Linked DNA regions of Mus musculus: region 1 is linked to region 2. The links are chromatin contacts, called in public Hi-C maps. All regions are on one chromosome and are shown on one strand. Each heading gives the region's core, a stretch centred on a gene start, on an enhancer-like site or on the middle of the called end of the contact. The rest is flanking DNA. Distances are from core to core; before and after follow the strand shown. Region 1 has its middle 14 kb from the start of Gm32411. Region 2 overlaps Fig4 (FIG4 phosphoinositide 5-phosphatase).

Region 1 (5,211 bases), core at 1,937-4,436, 140 kb after region 2:
AAACCAGGAATCAGACCAGATACTTTGGTTCTTGAGTTCTTATCCCCTTTGATTAAGTGTCTCTAGGGTTCTAGGACAAGGTAGGGACATAAGTAACAGAGCATAGAAAAAGAACTTCCCCTGGAGTCCTCTGAAACAGCACAGAGGGTAGTGACATACAATGTGCTGGGCAGCCCTAGGCAGAGAGAGCTTCAGTCCCCACAGAGACTACAGCAGATAATATAAGACACACACACACACACACACACACACACACACACACACACACACACACCACATGTGTACACTTGCTTTAGAGTTATAGAGGTTCCTGGACACAACCAGAGACTCTGGCAATTGCGTACTTGGCAGAGGCTTTGGGAGCTAAAGGAAGGGGGTGGGGAAGAGGGCATCACATTGCCCGGTCGACATGGCTGGTTAGGCACAGGGCCCGGGTATTGGAGACGGTGAGCATTTGTAAGAGCCACTTAGGGATGGGAGAGGTACCCTAGGAACCCTCACATGGAGAGTAATCTAAGAGCTTGTACAAAGTCATTGTTCACTTTACCCCAAGCCTCATTTGACTTGTGGAGATGAGTTTATGTCCGGAATTGATGATTCCACCCCCATGAGATTATTCTGTTTCTTCAGTGGCCCAGGATGCTGGACTTGCAGTGAACTTACATGTACAATGCCTTTAAGAGTATATCAATGCAGAAGCAGACCTGGAGATGCCTGATGACTTCTAGGACACCTGGTGAGGCCATCTTAGAGCTACCATGAGATCCCTCATCTCTAGCCTGTGTTCCTTTGACTGCTCTGGAAGTGTCTACCATTCAATCACAAGCCCCAGGATAGCAGGATGCCCAGGGCCTCTCCTTGTCTTTTTGTACCTTCCTCAGCACCAACAGGAGCTGAGCTTCTACTAGGCCGCCAGTGAATCCGTGCAGAATGAGCATGTGATCTGCAAGCACAGCTGGAAAGTACACATCTGCACCCATGGTTGCCTGTCACCGCCTGAACTCTCACCTGGACGCACAGCTCTATGGCAGACTGGCCCGGGACATAAGAGCTTTATCTGGCTGGTCCTGCCACCACAGAACTCTCTTACTTCCTAGAAATGTCTGCTTTTGCATCTATCCTGCACTTCCAGGAAAATGTTTCATTAAGAGAAAATAGTTTCAGGCTCTGAGCTTGTGCTACTTGGCACTTTCTTCAAACTTCTCCTCCAGATGAACTATCAATGAAGTGGGTCTCTGACCTGTTGCCACCTGTGTTTCCAAAACTAGGGAAAAACTCTGTCTTAACTCCAGGCCTTGGCTGTGCTCCCTCCATGGGAGTCAAATTTATGTAAACAAATAAGTGTACAGAGTGGGTGTTTTTTCTCCCTCTCTATTTATCTTCTTCCCTCTCCAAAGGTATGCTTTGTGATTTGAGATGCTCTTAGGTTGTATGTGTGTGCACGCACGGGCATGTGTGTGCACTCGTGCATATGCATGCTTATAATGATGTGTGTGGAGGCCAGCGGTCCACATCAGACATCTTCCACTATTACTTCCCTTCTTTTGAGACAGAGCTGTTCATTGAACTTGGCACTCAACTATTGGCTAGTCTGGCTGTCCATCAAACTCCAATATTGGCCTCTCCCAAGCATTGCTCTGCACTGCATTGCACTGCTCTGGTCTGGGCCTGTCAGGTCTGGTCTTGTTTTATCTGGTCCAATCTGACCCAGTCTACAGGACATGCCAATGGCCATGGAGGATCGGCGCCATAGAACAACTGCAATACCTGAGGCTCACAAAGCAAGGCCTCAAACAGACAGTTTTGGAAAAGCAAAAACAAGACCAGGCAGAGGAAGGGGAGTGTCTGTTGTCAACGTCCCAGCCCCTCACTCTTGCTCCCATCCCCTGAGCCTTTGCTCAGAAACAATAAAACATTCGAATTTGACATCAAGTTTTAGTTACAGATTAATTTTTTTCGTAAAACCTCTTCTAACCCAAAATACCAACTGATCGTTTTAAGGTTTTGTTTTAATGTAAGATTTCCCCCTTATAGTCTATTAAATTCAGCCCCACAATGGATGAGGATGAAGACAGCCCAGGCTGGAAACTGAAGAGCAGAGCTAAGCCGTGTGGCACTCTTCCTGCGTGGAGCATCCAGACTGCTCGAGGCACTGAAGAGGATGCCTCTTACATTTCCTTCTAACTGGGGTGTCACTTGCTTTATGCCTAGTGCTGGTTTGAGCCCAGGAAATTCAGTGGAGATAAAAAAAAAGGTATTAACCACACAGTAGTAACAAGCTTAAAAAGAAATAACGGAATCCAGTATTGCTGTGGGAGAAGAGGCTGAGTCTGCAGGAGAAGAAAAAAAAAAAAAAAAAAAAAAAAAGAAGCAAACCGGCTCTGACAGCAATGGTATCTTACCATGGAGAGTGGTTAGAAGCCGAGCGCCTACTCTCAGTCAGGGCTTTCTCTTCTTACTAGACACATGGCTTTCCATGAAATCATTTCATCTTCTTGTCTAACAGCTTCATGCCCCAGTCCTGAGTTTAGAGGGCCCAGCCTGACCCTCCCTTGTCTTAAACAAGAACCCTCACGACTTTCTCCTACCCTTCTGTCTGCCTGCAAATGGCTTCAGATGCCCCTGGGACGGTTCAAAGCACAGTGCTCAGGGGCCCCCAGTTCCGTGTGTTTAAATGGCACCACCTAGCCTGTCTTCACATGCCAGCAGGTCCTCTGCGTGCTTGCTCCATCTCGGGAAGAACATGACTGTGAAGCAGGCTTCTTTTTGCTGGGTATTTCTCTCAGCCCCGACCGACCTTCCATCGTGTGGGCGGGAAAAGCAAGAGTTCCGATGGTCACATGGCGCCGTTGGCTCCAAGCCAACGTTTGGAGCAGTATCTCAGCGGCAGTCTTGAACACTGGGGAACATGAGCAAGCAAATGATTTCTTCTTTACCGGGAAAAAAAAATGTTTAAAGCGCGCGCTTCCTCCGGCAGTTAGTCACTCTTCCTTTCAGTCCCCCTAGGTACTTAATTCACAGAGTTTTCAGAACTGTGTTTATTTCCAGGTCCCCCTCAGCAGCTCTGCACCTTCCCAGTCTCGGGCCTCACACTCCATAGGAATATTGACCACTCTGCTGTGTAACAAACTCACATAGCATGTCTAGTGTTTGCCCCGGCTGCCGCGCCAGAGCTATGAAGCCTTGGAATCTGCTGTGCCTTAGCAGTGACTGGCAGAGCAGGGCTGCTGCTCAGCATAACTCCCCGCAGGATTAGAGCGAGAGACTTTTCATCAGTCTCCGTGGAAAGGAGGGAAGCTGGAACTGGAGTTCAAGCCTCAGTGGGCAGCGCTTCAAATAATCCTTCCTAGCAAATGAGGTCGCAAGCCAACTTGGAAACAGAGAGTTTGGAAGCCTCTGGACTGAAAACTGCAGGTGCCCAGAAGTCCGAGACTCTGCCATGTGGCCTTTCTGAGATCCGGTCATTGTGAGCTAAGTGCTTTCCTGAACTCCTAGTCTTTCTAGGAAATCATCAAACTGGAAAAAGAGGACCAGGAGACAGAAGTCAGCCAGGTAGAAGTGTGGGTAGACTGGGGATCACTAAGACTGTCAGTACTCTGACATGGGGGTCGTCTTGTGGAACTGAGCCCTTAGATTGTGGTTTCATGCTAATTATAATCATAAAGACTTAGTGGGGCTGGAGAGATGGCTCAGCAGTTAAGAGCACTGACAGCTCTTTCAGGGGTCCTGAGTTCAACTCCCAGCAACCACATGGTAGCTCATAATTGTCTATAATGTGATCTGATGCCCTCTTCTGGCATGTAGACATACATGCAGACAGATATACATTAAAAAAAATAATAATAAAATAATTTTTTTTTTTTTTTTTTTTTTTTAGTTTTTAGTTTTTCAAGACAGGGTTTCTCTGTATAGCTGTGGCTGTCCTGGAACTCACTTTGTAGACCAGGCTGGCCTCGAACTCAGAAATCCGCCTGCTTCTGCCTCCCGAGTGCTGCGATTAAAGGCATGCACCACCATGCCCGGCTCAAAAAAAAATCTTTAAAAAAAGAGAGACTTAGTGTCAGAGTTGAGTGTTGACATCAGAGAATAGAACTGTTGCTGGGTGGTGGTGGTGGCGGCGGCGGCACACGCCTTTAATCCCAGCACTTGGGAGACAGAGGCAGACGGATTTCTGAATTCGAGGCCAGCCTGGTCTACAAAGTGAGTTCCAGGACAGCCAGGGCTATACAGAAAAATCCTGTCTCGGGGAAAAACAAAACAAAACAAAACTGTTGATGTTGGAATACTGTTTGTTGTTGGGAAATACACACACACACACACACACACACAGAGAGAGAGAGAGAGGGGGGGGGAGACAGACAGACAGACAGAAGTAAATAAATGATATAGATGATATATAGATGATAGGGATAATAGAGATAGATGAGTGTGTGTATGTGATATTACATCTTGTATGCACATATGTGTATATAAATGATATAGATGATATATAGATGATAGGGATAATAGAGATAGATGAGTGTGTGTATGTGGTATTACATCTTGTATGCACATATGTGTATATACATTAATAATTGAGGATTAGTACTTAGCATGAGTTGGCTTTAACTGGGATATTATAATTTTGTTAATCATTGGAAATTCTATGTTAACATTATTTCTGTTCAAAACTAGGGTCCTTACACAGGACAGAGGTTTATAGCTGCTGTAATAATACATGACTTCCTTCCAAAACTGGAACATAAAAGGTCACCCACTTGATCTTCGGTTGGATTTTTCCCTCTGGGGACCCTTTCTGGAAGCCAGTGCTGTACTGTGGCATACCTCGGCTCCAAGGCAGAGCCACACTGTGATGCTCAACTGCTAATTGTCTCAGATGAGCCCAACTATCAAGTTATCTCTGCTGGATCCCTGCCATATGAATAAAGACACTTCCAGATGTTTTCAGTCCCAGATGTTTGAGACCTGCCAACCTTTTAGACTCTTATCTCAGGGCCCCCAGAATTCTGGAAACATGCCACCCTGTTGGTCCTTATGCTTAGTGTTTGACCCACAAAACAGTTGAATATAATCCTGTGGCTGTTAACTTTACGCTATGTACTTGGGGTAGTGCTTCTTTTTTTCTTCTAGCCAGCAATAGTAACTAGAACATTGTGTCTTCAGCACTGAATAATGACCAGCTGCTTAAAACTCTTTTTTATATTTTGAGTG
Region 2 (5,556 bases), core at 2,890-5,389:
CTTGATAAATGAGACACGGAACCGGCAGGCTTGCAACACTGTGAAAGTGCTGGAAACAACTTCCAGATGCCTTTAAAAACAGTATGTTTAATATGAAAGTTCAGCTGAAGGTGAACATTAGCTGAAGCTGCCGTACAACCTGAAGTCTCTTCCTTTTCAAGAAGGCTGATTTTTCTTCCCTCAGATGAAGAGTGAATGATTAATTAGCCTGTCAGTATAAAAGGAGAGAATGTTAGTAGATTCTGCGTTTCCTTTTAAACGGGTTGCCTATTGTATTCCTTTCCGGTTTCCTGCATAGATATTTTAGAAACACATTCATCTTTTTACCTCACCACCACTGTCAAAGTTACCAACACATTTTAAGTCTTCTTGAACAATGACAATTTTCAGAAGAGACTCAACTCACTTCAGTACAGCTAGTTTTTTTGTTTTTTGTTTTTTTTGTTTTTTGTTTTTTTTTTTTTTTCAGTATCTAAATGTCTGCCTCACCACTGTCCCTCAACAAGCTCTGTGTGCTGCAGAGAGCAGAGCTGGAGAGGTGGGCTGCCCAGGCCCCTTCCCCTAGCCGTGTGGATTTCATGGGCCTCATTCATAAGACACACATTCAGGTTTACATGTCTGGTGAGGGGAGATGGTGTGATCCAATTACTGTGCTTTTAAAAACAAGTTGTGTGTGTGTGTGTGTGTGTGTGTGTGTGTGTGAACACAGAGAGAGGCAGAAAGAGAGAGGTGCCGTGGAGGCCAGAAGAGGGTGTCAGATCCCCTGGAGCTAGACTTAGGTGGTTGAGCTGGGATTTGAACTCTAGAAGGGCAGCAAGTGCTGCTAACTGTTGAGCCGTCTGCGCAGCCCCAGTTGCTGCTCCTTTCACTCCGTGGTGCTTCTGGGCATCTTTTTTCCCTTCCACCACTGGGACTGTGGCCTGCCACTGCCAAAGCCTCTGCTAACACCTAGGATGATTTTTTCCTCCCTCCCAAGTCCTACTTGTTACAATGACTTTATAGGAAGTTTAGCCCCAGATTTTTCCTGGGTGTGTAAATCTCCTTCCAGCACATTTATGTTCTAGGTATTGCACAAATTTCATCTTGATGCATGGCTCGGATCTGCGCTGGCCATCCCCATTTCTGTGTACAGCTGCCACCTGGGTTCTTCCTCCAAGGACATGTTTCCTCTCCTTGTTAATGTCCCTGTTTTCCTGGATCACACAATTTCCTATTTTTTTTTAAATTTATATCTTTTTTTAAAAAAGATTTATTTTATTATTATATGTAAGTACACTGTAGCTGTCTTCAGACACACCAGAAGAGGGAGTCAGATCTTGTTACGGATGGTTGTGAGCCACCATGTGGTTGCTGGGATTTGAACTCTGGACCTTCTGAAGAGCAGTCCGGTGCTCTTACCCACTGAGCCATCTCACCAGCCCCTTAATTTATATCTTTAGTTTGGTGGAAAATTTCTAAAAATTAGAAAGCTTTTGTGTTTTTTTGCTTGCTTGTTTGTTTTTTGTTTGTTTCTTGTTTTTGGCCTATACATGGTCTAAAAATGTCTAGGTTCTTTCTTTGATTAATAGTGAAATGGAGGACCACCAGACTATGATCTTTTTTATTTTTAAGACTGTATGTATAGCTTTTATTGTCATGTTGAATTGCTTGAATTTTAGAAACATCTCGTAACTGAAAATATATTTTGCCCAGAAGTTCTGAAACTGGTCAGGTGGGCGTGGTTTTGCTTCCCAAGAATAATTCTCCATAGGTGTCAGTGAGCCATCTGCACTACTGTCTTTATACATGAGGTGTGCAGAGGTCCAGGCTCCTGGTGGCAGTGGCACCTCTTGCTGCTTTATCTGTATATCTGAATGTCCTCAGGGAATTGGCCCAGTACAGGTTCACAGTCAGTTTACTTAGAATTGATTGCAACGATGTAGCAATAAGCAATGGAGTCTGAATTACAAAACAGTGCACCCTGCTGCCACTCTCCAGTGCAACTGACAATTTAGTCCTGACTTATATACTGAAATGGATGCTGTCCTTTAATTGGATGGTGTTACCTACCTGTCTGTCATAACTCTGTGCTGCACCTGAGAATTTCTAATGTTACTTTGTTTCTATATTTCTATCATCTCTAAGAATTTCATAAGTTGTGTTTGATTGTATCCACACCCTTCCTCCCCCAGCTCTCCCCAGATCCACCCCTACTTCCATCTCCCTCCAACTTTGTTCCTCCTCTTTTAGATAATAACCTAGTGAGTCCAGTTTGTGCTGTCTGTATCCTCCTTGGGTGTGGAGACATCTACTGAAGTGTGGTTGGTTTGCCAGAGCTCATGCCCTTAAAAAACCGGACTCTTCTTTCCCCAGAAGCCATTGATTGTCCATAGCTTCTCAGTTAGGGGTGAGGGCTCATGGTCCCCCTCCCGGCCATACTCCGGTGCTGACTGGCTTGATCTTGTTTTGTATAGGCAGCCATAGCTGCTAGGTCTTGAGAACAGGAGTCCTATCATGTCCTGAAGACATTATTGCTCTGATGCTCCCTGCCTTCTAACTCTTTCTAGAATCTTTCTGCCCCTTCTTCCATCATGGTCCTTGAACTGTGTGTACCTGTTGCTACAGGTGTCCCAGTTGTAAGTTTCTTCATTAGCTAATGTCTACTGCAAAGTGAAACTTCTCTGGTGTGATTGAGAGCTAGCCTCATCTGTGTGAACAGAGCTAAGACTAAAGGACGGTTTGATACTGTGTCCGTTTATTATTAATTATTTATTAATTATTCTCCAGAAAAATAGTCGTAGGTCTACCGCTGGTGAGTGTGAGCTCTTCAACCGTGGGTTCTGGGCCAGATCTACAGCAATCGAGCCAGACAGCAGTGGGTTACCCCATTCTTGCCACTATTGCAGCCATGGCATATGGAGAGGGGTGGGAGGGTAGGGGTGAGCAGGAAGTGAGGAGAGGGATCAATAACTCTAAGGATGTTTGAAAAAGCTGTATAAAATCTATTTTATAAGATATGTATATGAAATATATATAGTTATATAGTTATATACGAATCAAGAATATAAATATATATGCATTTAATTGGAGTTATCTTATACAGTTATCTGTTCCTCTCAGAATCCCTAAGTTGCCAACTAAGCAGAGCGGCAGGTATTGGGTCCCCAGAGCTGTTGGTCAGAGCTGGCTGCAGACCCCTCAGTGCAGGATTTTTCCTTCTGTTCAGCAGAACTTGTTGGTTAGACCCTGTCGCTGAGGGAAGACAGCACACACATTGGTCACAGAACATAGAAAAAGTCAAGTTGGTTCTGAGCAGTAAGCTCTCCCCTGCTGGCTGGCTTTCATAGCAGTAGAAAGTACTGTGTAGGCTACTAGAGGTGTGGTGGGGTGGGGGTCACCATTGTCTAACCAGCTGTGAACCCCGTAAATGACAACAATAACTGGCAAGACAAGGTATGTCATCTTAGTCTTGGTTTTTAGTTTGAATCTTGCTTTTTTTTCTTCAGAAACATGTGCCGACTTTGTGTTTGTTTTTGTTTTTTTTTTGTTTGGTTTCTTTTTTTTTTGTGGAGGGATGAGAGTGATGTCTTCTTTTATTTTTATTTTATTTTTTTAAATTTTTTTGGTTTTTCGAGACAGGGTTTCTCTGTGTAGTCTTGGCTGGCTTCGAACTCAGAAATCCGTCTGCCGCTGCCTCCCAAGTGCTGGGATTAAAGGCGTGCGCCACCACTCCCGGTCGTTCTTTTATCTTCTAGTACTCTGGGGTCCATGGGACCCCAATCTGTTTCTGCTGGAGGCTCATTCATGTAAATCGTTTCTCTTCTTGGGTAAGCCTTTCCATTTGCAGTTATTCTTCTGCTTCCTCCCGTGGGGAGATCCGTCTTGAGTGGTGTTATCCAGTATGCCACAGTGTGAGTTTGCGTGGCCACAGAATTGCTGTATTCAACAAGAAGAACACGGGACTGAGTGGGAACAGCTCTTTCTGGAAAAATTACCTCTCTTTTTTAAATTAAAAAAATCAAATTAGTACTAGAGTGGATTTTGGCTAGCCATCAGAGGGCAGTGTAGACAGTGATTCTCACCGTCCCCACGCCGGTCAAAGCCTCAGAGCAGTCTCCACACGAGGGCGCTATTCTCCGCACAAATTCTTTTAAGGGACCATTTCTGAGGGCAGAGCCTGTGGATAGTCACATGACTTCCCGTCCCTGTTAGGGCCCACTCTCCCTGCTCTCCCTGTGAGAGCCTGCTGCCTGTGAGGGTCTTCTCTATGTAGGGCCTGCAGTGAGGGCCTGCTCTCCCTGTGAGGGTCTGCTATCTGCAAGGGAACACTCTGCTCAGTGTGTTAGGGGCTCTGTGAGCATCTTCTGGCTTCATCTTGTTTTTGCTATGAACATAACAATCCCTTTCGTGCCTTTTCTTGCTAGTCGCTCTCCTGGGCGTTCTTTATCATCATGACCTCAGTAAGGTGGCTCCCTTTCTGGTAACAAGAATAAATAGCTTGCAAACCATTCTTTCTAATTTATTTGGTTGGCTGTTTTATCAGATTGGTCACCCCCTCCTCTAGGCAGTGAGTTGGGGCTCGTGGCTGACATTCTGAGTTTCTTTCCCTCAGTTTCCCTCTCTGTCTGGCTGTTCCCCCAGTGCCTAGAGTCCTGTTACTGCATTCCCCAACTTTGTTTTCTAATTGTTATTAAAATCACTTTATTCCTACCTCCTTACTACTGACAGTGTCAAGGAAACCCTGCCTATTCTAGGATACCAGGGGCTAAGCACTTCAGCTAGTTATCTTCTAACTGGTATCAGCCAGCATATAGGTTTGTTTTTCATAACCTGTGGGTAGATCAGACCTTTATAAACAAAGTCATTGTTGCTTAGCAACAGGATACATTCTGAGAAATGTGTCGTTAGATGAGTTTCACTGCAAACATAATAAAAAAAAAACCACTTACCCAAACTAAGACATAGTTATGTTGCTATTAGACAATGCAATCTTATGTCCCCATGGAACATGAGGAACATCTTTAACAAGATGTTATTATTGCTGTATTATTATGTGACACATGTACACTTAGTAAAAGCTTCAGTGAGTTTTATTTATCCTACAGATTTAGATAGAAAACATTGTAACAGAATTCTGCATACTGTTATTTCTTAGAATTGTACTCATTCTTGAAGTCCAAATGCTAGACTCTTCCATCATTGTATACAGCTCCAGCTCCTTCTTCAGTCTCATCTGCTTTGGCTTCCAATGGCGGATGCTTTCCAGCTTGACCTTTGACATTGTCCAGCAGACAGCTGTATGTAGTGTTTAGTTGGTTTACATCTGCACATTGCGTAACCGGTGACATGGTAAAATGCTGGCTGACTATGGCAGTATCTTCTCACTTTTTTTAAATGGGTTATTTTATTTATTTACATTTCAAAAATATTACTTTTTAAAGGACATGTTTAAGCAAAATATCTTTACAGTATTTACTTTTGATAATGAGATTTTACTTATCTTCTTTAAAGTAATTTAAGAATAATTGAATTAAGGAGATAGCTTGGCAGAGTGTGTGCTTAGCATGTATGGGGCTC

What was found. Hi-C and Micro-C count contacts between places; a contact is called where the count stands out from the background.
Region 1: a contact with region 2 is called in a Hi-C map of the N1E-115 cell line, with 2.4 times the contacts expected there. The contact joins two enhancer-like sites. A contact is called at or near these places in 4 of 484 Hi-C or Micro-C datasets (the G1E-ER4 cell line, the HPC-7 cell line and the N1E-115 cell line).

Annotation. Positions count from the first base shown.
Region 1 is chr10:41,149,241-41,154,451 of GRCm38.p6, reverse strand. No RefSeq gene overlaps it. Among named protein-coding and RNA genes, the nearest start is that of Gm32411, 14 kb to the right of the region's middle. Within about 2 kb of position 3,186, at least 8 of the 459 cell types and tissues checked have an H3K27ac peak or open chromatin away from gene starts, as enhancers often do. A contact at or near this core is called in the N1E-115 cell line, where this site is marked.
Region 2 is chr10:41,287,549-41,293,104 of GRCm38.p6, reverse strand. All of the region lies in intron 1 of Fig4 (FIG4 phosphoinositide 5-phosphatase), which reads left to right. Among named protein-coding and RNA genes, the nearest start is that of Fig4, 13 kb to the left of the region's middle. Within about 2 kb of position 4,139, at least 76 of the 459 cell types and tissues checked have an H3K27ac peak or open chromatin away from gene starts, as enhancers often do. A contact at or near this core is called in the N1E-115 cell line, where this site is marked.